Regions from separate parts of the Mus musculus genome. Here all the other regions are linked to region 1. The links are chromatin contacts, called in public Hi-C and HiChIP or PLAC-seq maps. All regions are on one chromosome and are shown on one strand. The core of a region is the stretch at or near the end of the contact, and the rest is flanking DNA. Distances in the headings are between cores, read along the strand shown. Region 1 holds the start of 1700126H18Rik (RIKEN cDNA 1700126H18 gene). Region 2 overlaps Rbm47 (RNA binding motif protein 47). Region 3 has its middle 27 kb from the start of Nsun7.

The links. Hi-C and Micro-C count contacts between places; a contact is called where the count stands out from the background. HiChIP or PLAC-seq counts read pairs in DNA pulled down with a chosen protein or histone mark.
Region 2: a Hi-C map of the HPC-7 cell line shows a contact between it and region 1, with 1.7 times the contacts expected there. The contact joins the enhancer-like site here to the promoter of 1700126H18Rik in region 1. A contact is called at or near these places in 1 of 39 promoter capture datasets (the SN4741 cell line), 4 of 484 Hi-C or Micro-C datasets (the HPC-7 cell line, brown adipocytes, liver and 1 more), 6 of 115 datasets of contacts at active chromatin or transcription factors (CD8 T cells, craniofacial prominence, embryonic stem cells and 2 more) and 2 of 9 other capture datasets (adipose tissue and pancreatic islet).
Region 3: a contact with region 1 is called in an H3K27ac HiChIP or PLAC-seq map of embryonic stem cells, with 7 read pairs. The contact joins the enhancer-like site here to the promoter of 1700126H18Rik in region 1. A contact is called at or near these places in 6 of 484 Hi-C or Micro-C datasets (bone marrow-derived macrophages, embryonic stem cells, liver and 1 more) and 4 of 115 datasets of contacts at active chromatin or transcription factors (CD8 T cells and embryonic stem cells).

The regions. Positions count from the first base shown.
Region 1 is chr5:66,190,052-66,192,659 of GRCm38.p6, forward strand. It overlaps 1700126H18Rik (RIKEN cDNA 1700126H18 gene), which reads right to left and starts at 1,284. Exons shown (of 3, transcript NR_040695.1): 1 at 1,223-1,284.
Region 2 is chr5:66,136,133-66,138,740 of GRCm38.p6, forward strand. All of the region lies in intron 2 of Rbm47 (RNA binding motif protein 47), which reads right to left. Among named protein-coding and RNA genes, the nearest start is that of Gm26725, 14 kb to the right of the region's middle. Within about 2 kb of position 1,304, at least 54 of the 459 cell types and tissues checked have an H3K27ac peak or open chromatin away from gene starts, as enhancers often do. A contact at or near this core is called in CD8 T cells, the HPC-7 cell line, adipose tissue and 2 more, where this site is marked.
Region 3 is chr5:66,231,278-66,233,885 of GRCm38.p6, forward strand. No RefSeq gene overlaps it. Among named protein-coding and RNA genes, the nearest start is that of Nsun7, 27 kb to the right of the region's middle. Within about 2 kb of position 1,319, at least 29 of the 459 cell types and tissues checked have an H3K27ac peak or open chromatin away from gene starts, as enhancers often do. A contact at or near this core is called in embryonic stem cells, where this site is marked.

The DNA.
Region 1 (2,608 bases), core at 34-2,533:
TCTCTCTCTCTCCCTCTCTCTCTCTCTCTCTCTCTCTCTATATATATATATATATATATATATATATATATATATATGTTTGTTTTTTCACTGTATAGCCCTGGCTGTCCTGGAACTCACTTTGTAGACCAAGCTGGCCTCGAACTCAGAAAGCTGCCTGCCTCTGCCTCCCAAGTGCTGGGATTAAAGGTGTGCGCCACCACCGCCCAGCCCCCTTTTCTTTTTTTTAATCTCTCTTTTTAAAAAATTTATTTATTTTATTTATTTTATGAGTACACTGTAGCTGTCTTCAGACACACCAGAAGAGGGCATCGGATCTCATTACAGATGGTTGTGAGCTACCACGTGGTTGCTGGAAATTGAACTCAGGACCTCTGGAAGAGCAAGCAGCGGTCTTAACGGCTGAGCGTTCTCTTGGGCCCCAATATATCCAAAAAAAAAAAAAAAAAAAAGAAGAAGAAGAAGAAGCAGCCTTTTGAGTAAAGACGTGAAGGCAGGGCAGAAACTAGAGTAAGAGTATTCCTTCTATGCCTGCGTTAGAAAGGCTTGGCTACTTCTGGAGAGGAAGGAGGTCATGTGACCTGGGTGGAGGGGGCGGTAAGACAGGAGGGAAGGTCACAGGAGTGTGTGGGTGAAGCAGATCAGAATGACAAACTCTGTACCAGCAACTCCCTGTTAACCTGCCAGGTCTCTATGAAACCCGAGACTGACGTGGCTAGGCCTCCATGAGAGGGCTATGTGTTGGGTGTGTTTTTGTGTGTGAACAAGGCCACTGCCTCTGTCTCCCTAACTGCTGCTTGCTGCTAATCTACCTGAATCCACCTAGCTTAGCACGTGTAGAAAACCAGCCACCTCACGCTTTAATTTAAAAAGGAGACAATTCACATACCTTAACAAGCCAACAGGGGCCCCTCCCACGGGCCCTCATCCTTACAGAAAACCAAGCTATTGTGCAGGATAGTTTCATGTTTGTGTCTAAAAATAAGTAGGAATCTTAGTCACCCTCTTCCTCCGTCAGAGAGAGCTTTATTTCTCTCTCACGCCAGCGATGCGGGCAGGTGTGTCTACTACGTCAATCCCACGCTCTCTCTCCGGTGGGATGGTTCTAGCCAGTGAAGCTCTCGGAGCCTCATCTTCCTCCACGGAGGTGTTAATGCTGCGGCAGTGTTTTGCTGCGGTGTAACAAATTAGCACGTACAGGAATGGTGGGAACTATACTTACTTCCTCCATCCTGGATCGCTTGAGTTTCAGTGGGCTTAACCGAGCTCAGTGCTCAGTCTTACAAGAGGGTTCACCGACAGTTGATACCCACAGTTCTCACCTAGAGTTCTTCTCAGTGTGTCCCTGGTTTTATTGGGGGTGGGGGGATTTTTGTTTATTTACTAATCTCAAATAAACTGTAATGTTATTTTTCTCTTATTTTTTATTGGATATTTTATTAATTCACATTTCAAATGTTATCCCCTTTCCTAGTTTTGCCTTCCCAACCCCCCATCCCATCTCCCCTCCCCCTGCTTCTATGAGGTTGCTCCCCTCCCCACCCACCCACTCCCACCTCACCGCCCTGCCATTCCCCTACACTGGGGCATCGAGCCTTCATAGAACCAAGGGCCTCTCCTCCCATTGATGCCCAACAAAGCCATCCTCAGCTACATATACAGCAGGAGCTACGGGTCCCTCTATGTCTACTCTTTGGTTGGTGGTTTAGTCCCTGGTAGCTCTGAAGGGTCTGGTTGGTTGATATTGTTCCTCCTCCTATTGGGCTGTAAACCCCTTCAACTCTCAGGAGACAGCTATATCAGGCTCTTGTCAGCAAGCACTTCTTGGCATCCACAATAGTGTCTGGGTTTGGTGACTGTATATGGGCTGGATCCCCAGGTGGGGTAGTCTCTGCTCCACACTTTGTTTCCATATTTCCTCCTGCGAGTATTTTGTACCCCCTTCTAATGAGGACTGTGTCCCTGTTATTAGGAGAATTATCATCCATTATAGGGTAGGACCAAGGTTCCTGTCTCCTTGCTGGCTGTCAGTCAGGGGTCTTACTCTGCTCTCGAAGGATACTCACATCCAGTCCTTCTTATCCTTCAAATGTTTCTGAATTCTGCTCACCGTTAAACTCTGAGTTCAGGAGACTGAGGCAGGAGGTCAAGGAGGTCAAGCTGGGTGGCATAATGAGAGGCTGGAGAGATGGCTCACTGGATGAAATGCTTGCTCTGCAAGCATGAGGACCTGGGTTAAGACGGCCAGCACCCATGTTAAGGGGGGGAAAAGTGGGGCATGGCTGTACGTGCCTTTAACCCCAGCACTGGTGGAACAAAGACAGTTGGATCCTGGAGGCTTGCTGGCCAGCCAGTCAAGGTTCAACAAGAGATCCTGTCTCTAAAGATAAGCTAGAAATAGGACATTGACTTCTGCCATCCACACATGCTTAATGCACATGTACAACACACACACACATTAAGAACAACAACAATGGGGCTGGGGAGATGGCTCAGCAGTTATGAGCACTGACTGCTCTTCTGAAGGTCCTGAGTTCAGGTCCCAGGAACCACATGGTGGCTCACAACCATCTGTAATGAGATCTGATGCCCTCTTCTGGTGTGTCTG
Region 2 (2,608 bases), core at 54-2,553, 54 kb before region 1:
CAAAACATCCCTTTTAAAGACCGAGTTATCTAATGCTTCACATACATAACGTATACCATCTTTATCCCAGTGGATTTGGAAACATTGTATCTTTCTGTTCTTCTTCCTCTTTTAAAATAACTAAGTTCTCAATATGGTGGTATATACCTGTGATCAGAGAACTAGGTAAGTGAATTAGGAGATCAGCTTCAGTTACATAGTGAATTCAGGGCAGCCTTTTAAAAACAACAACAAAACCTGGTATTGTCCGAATCACACGCCAGTCCCTCATACGTCAGCATGTTGGTCTAGCCTCAGCTCTCAGCCAGCACATGAACATGTGTGCAGACCATTTATAAAGTTAGTAAAGAAAAAAACAACACGTGTGTTTGCATGTCCCAAATGTATCTCTTCGAAGGTATCAATATTTACAGTATAACCTGTATGCCTTCAATGGATTGCAATTAATTGTAGTACCCTTGTAATTAACAAGGGTACTCACTGCTCCACCCCAAACTATCTTCTTGCATCTTTTGAAATGTTGGATGAATGTCTTTCCTCATGTAACTATCCATACTTAGCTTTTCCTGCTTTGAAAATGTTATTTGATACTGTAAATTAAGTAAATATATACTGAGCATTATAAAACAATGCATATGTTGAAATAATATCCAGAACCAAATACATATAAATAAGTAAATAGATTTATATTACTACAAATTATACTGTAAATATGTAATAATTAAGTTGTCTACTTGTCAGTTAAAGCTAAGCAGGGCATTAAGTATACAATCTAAACATTAAGTGTTTGATAAATGCCTGTGACTATCTCCTGGACCCCAGGCTGGCCATTCTGCACTCATTCTGTAGCCAAGGATCACCTTGAACTTCTGGCCTCCCCACCTCCACCTCAATATCCATGTGAGCCCCTACTTCTAGTTTAGTGAGTGCCGGGATCTACCTCAGGGCTTTGTACAGACATACTAAGTTAGCACACAAGTAAAGATAACCCACCATCCTCTTTTTTAAGGATTTATTTTTATCATTTTTAAGTGTGCATGCGTGGTGTGTATGTGTGTGGGGGGGGGGTGCCTGTGGGTGTATGCACATGAGCACTGGATCCCCTGATATCGGTGCTGAGAACTAAACGTGGGTCCTCTGGAAGAGCAGCAAACTCTCCTAGCTGCTGGCTGAGCCATCTCTCCAGGACTCCTTCTCATTTTCATTCTTATTTTTGAGACAAACTCATGATCTTTCTGCCTCACTCTCCTACGTACTGGCATGACAGATGTGAGTCACCAGGCCCAGCTGGGACACCCTCTTCTGACCATGGCAGGAAAATAGAGTTTCCTGTCTATTTTCAGGGACTGGTTGGTTCTATCAGAACACTTACTCACCATTTCCACCGTGAAAGACAGTTCCTTCAAAACAGACAATTTTCATGGCCCACTGCACACCCAGTGCCTATATAGTCTTCACGCTAAGCTTTAAGCTCTCAGGCAGACTGGGTGTCTGGCTGAAATCCCAGAGTTTAGGAAGTGGAAGCAAGAGGACAAGGAGTTCAAGGACAGCATGGGCTACATAGGGGTCCTACCTCAAAAAGGAAAAAGTTGAAGAAAAGCAGGTGCCTTCAATGTATCTAGTTTAAACTAGTTTGATACTTGTTTATTTGTTGGCAAACCATTACAACTTCCCTTTACATAGTATTTTAGCTTTGTGTTTGTTTAAGACAGTCTTTACATAGAATTTTATTAAAGACAAATCCAATTGTTTTTGTATTTATCTCTGTTATCCCAATCAATATATATGACAAGAAAAAAAAAGTAACTGGCAGAAAAAGTTAAAAATATAAGCTAGGTATGAAGATTGATGCCTATAATCCCAGTACTGGAGAACTGAGGCAGGAGGATTGCCAGTTTGGGCAACACAGCAAAACTCTCTCTGTCTCAAAACAATAACAACAACAACAAAACTCTACAAATATTAGTTGACAGGAATTAGCTAGGAACCACAGACTTCTACCAACCATTAGGGAGGCTGTTTTTAGTGAGTTATGCATTAAACAAGGAAGGGAAAGCAAAGGGGACTGGACCTTCAAAAAGCAGAGAAAGTGAGCTTACTAAACCCAGATAATTCCAGGAAGGGAGATCGAAGAAGACTAACGAAGGCAGACCAGGAAGACATTTGCTGCTCATCCGTAAAAGGCAAGGCCAAGGACTCATGCAGAAGTTCTCTGGCAATACTAAAGATATCAGCACTTCTGTCGCATGCCAGGTCAAGGCAAATACCTCACTAAAGGGCTCCAAGGGGATGCGGGTAGCTGTGGTGGAGTACCTGCCTGGCATACACAGGTTCAACCCCAGCACCACCACCCCCAGTTTAAAAAAAAAAAAAACCATAATGAAAAAAAAAAATCCATTAGCGGCATTTTGGCAATGCCTCAGAGGTCAGAAGAGATAATGAAGAACACTGTCAACAGTTACTTTCAGAAGAATCATTCATTAAAATTAAACCACAGAAAAAGTGATGAATATAGTTAACAAGAGTTAGTTGAGTGCAATTAACTGCAGGACATGCAATTCACAAAAGCAGCTCAGAAGGGAGGGCTAGGAGATTTACAGGCAGGCGA
Region 3 (2,608 bases), core at 69-2,568, 41 kb after region 1:
GCAGCAAGTTCTCTTAGCTGATGAGCCATCTCCCCAGCATGAATTATTTTTTTAAAAAAAGATTTATTTTTTTTTAATTTATTTATAAGATACACTGTAGCTGTCTTCAGACACACCAGAAGAGGGGCACCGAATTCCATTACAGATGGTTGTGAGCCACCATCTGGTTGCTGGGAATTGAACTCAGGACTGCTGGAAGAGCAGTCAGTGTTCTTACCTGCCGAGCCATCTCTCCAGCCCCCCAGAACATGGATTTTATGTACTTTTAAAGGCTTCCCACCTGTGAAACACCTTACTACAGGGCTCAGTCATCGTTTTTCCGTATAGAGCCAGCTGGTAAATTCTGTAAGCAGGATGGGGATGCTGGGGCTTGAACCCAGGGCCTTAAGTGTGCCAAGTATGTGTGTTAGCATTGATCTGCTTCAGACTCCGGCCACTCAGCTACATTCCCGAAGTCTCCTAAACATTTCAGATTTCAAGGGCCACCTGGTCTCTGTCATAACATCCAGTGCTGCCTTTGTACAACTACAACAACAACTTTCATAAGCAGTGAGCTTGGTGACAATCTGTCATTTCCACACTTGGGGGCTGTAGTAGAAGATCAGGAGTTTGAAGACAGCCTGGACCATTTATCTAGCGAGACTGTCTTCGGAAAAACAAAAACAGAAGCCTATAAATAAATTAGCGTGGCTATGCTCCAAGAAAGAGATTATGCAATTTGAATTTTACGTATTTTTGTGTGATGAAATATTGCTATGCTTTTGATATATTTCAACAATAAATACAGAAACTCTTTTTTAGCAAATGGTCGGCTGGCTCACAACTTGTGGCATGCAGACTAGAATGGGTTTTGGTCCTTGGCTAGTGAATGTTTGATCTTAGATTATGAAATCAGAGTCTTAAGGAATAAAGCTTGCTTAAGAATGTGAAGAATCGGGCTTTGCTTTCCTGATCCACCTGTTCTGACTAAGTGGCTGTGGCAACTTTAAAGAACAGAGAATGAGGAAAGCCATGGGGGGTTAACTAACAGTCTCTGGGCTTGGGGCATCTAAGATAAGGACCTTGGGCTTTTATGAAATAATTTTTTTAAAGACTTATTTTTACTTACTATGGATAATGTTTGCCTCATGTATGTATGTATGTATGTATGTGTGTATGTATGTATGTAGCACTGTGTGTCTGATGCCTGCAGATGCCAGAAAAGGGCATTGGATCCCCTGGAACTGAAGTTATAAACGTTTGTGAGTCACCATGTGAGTTCTAGGAACTGAAGCTGGGTTCTCTACACAAACCCGAGTCCTCTCTATGGTGAGCACCTCTCTAGTCATCCTCCCAGGCCCTCTATTGCTGAGTCACCTCTCTAGTCAGCCCCACCCCCACCCACCCCCACCCACCCCCACCCTGCCCACTCCTCCTCCCAGTATAAAGATAAAGGGTTTATTTAGCTCATAGCCCTGATCCAAGGTCAAGAATTGACTCTGTAGGTGGCCCTTTTGCTGGCAGAGTTCCAAGGCTAAGCTGTACGGGGCACACAGATATAATCTCAGCACCCTAGGGGCAGAGATGAGATTTCAGGTTCAAGGCTAGCCTGGTCTACAAAGAAGAAAACACACACATTAAGTGATAGGCCCTGCTATAGTGGAGAGTGGTGGCTAGTCAAAATGAAAGCATCAGGACTAGAACTTAAGGCTTCTATATTTTGTTGATTTGGTTTTCCTTTCTTTTTTTTTTTTAAGATTTATTTATTTTATATATGTGAGTACACTGTTGCTGTCTTCAGACACACCAGAAGAGGGCATCAGATCTCATTACAGATGGTTGTGAGCACCATGTGGTTGCTGGGACCCACTCAGGACCTCTGGAAGAGCAGTCAGTGCGTTTAATCACGCTGAGCCATCTCTCCAGGCCTTGGTTTGGTTTTTCAAGACAGGGCTTATCTGTGTGGCCCTGGCTGTCCGGGTACTTGCTTTATAGAACAGGCTGGCCTTGAACTCACAGAGGTCCTCTTGCCTGTGTTTCTCTAGTACTGGGATTAAAGATGTGCACCATCACCACCTGGGTATGATTTCTATTTTCAAGAATCCTCCTGTATCCATTATACCTTCTGTTAAAAAAATCAAATAAACTATGAATCAGAAACATAGACCCAGCTGTGAAACCCAACCAGTTTTCATCCACAGCATTTGTGTTCAAAGTAAGAGAAAACAAGGAGATACCCATCCCCTCTTTAAACTATTATTACACAAACATAACAAACTAGAAACATCAGACAGACCTGGGGTAATTACTACACAGCCAGCTGAACCCTTTACCTGAAAGATCTCTCTCCGTGGGCCATAAACGGTGGTTACAACCGAAATATAAGCGTTCAGCTGAGCCACCGGGTTAGCGAGTGGCTTTCCCTTGAATAAATGATCATTTTTGTCTTCCCGTTGCTGGATCTTACCATCTCCTGGTCTGACCATGGAAGTGCCGCTGCTGGTAAAACCAAAGCTTTTATCCAGATTTAGTTCCCATTTCTGTTTTATAGTGTAGGGTGGCCACTAGGTTAATACTTTTCCAGGTGCGTTTGGAGACAGATGAAAGGATAAAGGTATTCAGAATAGTA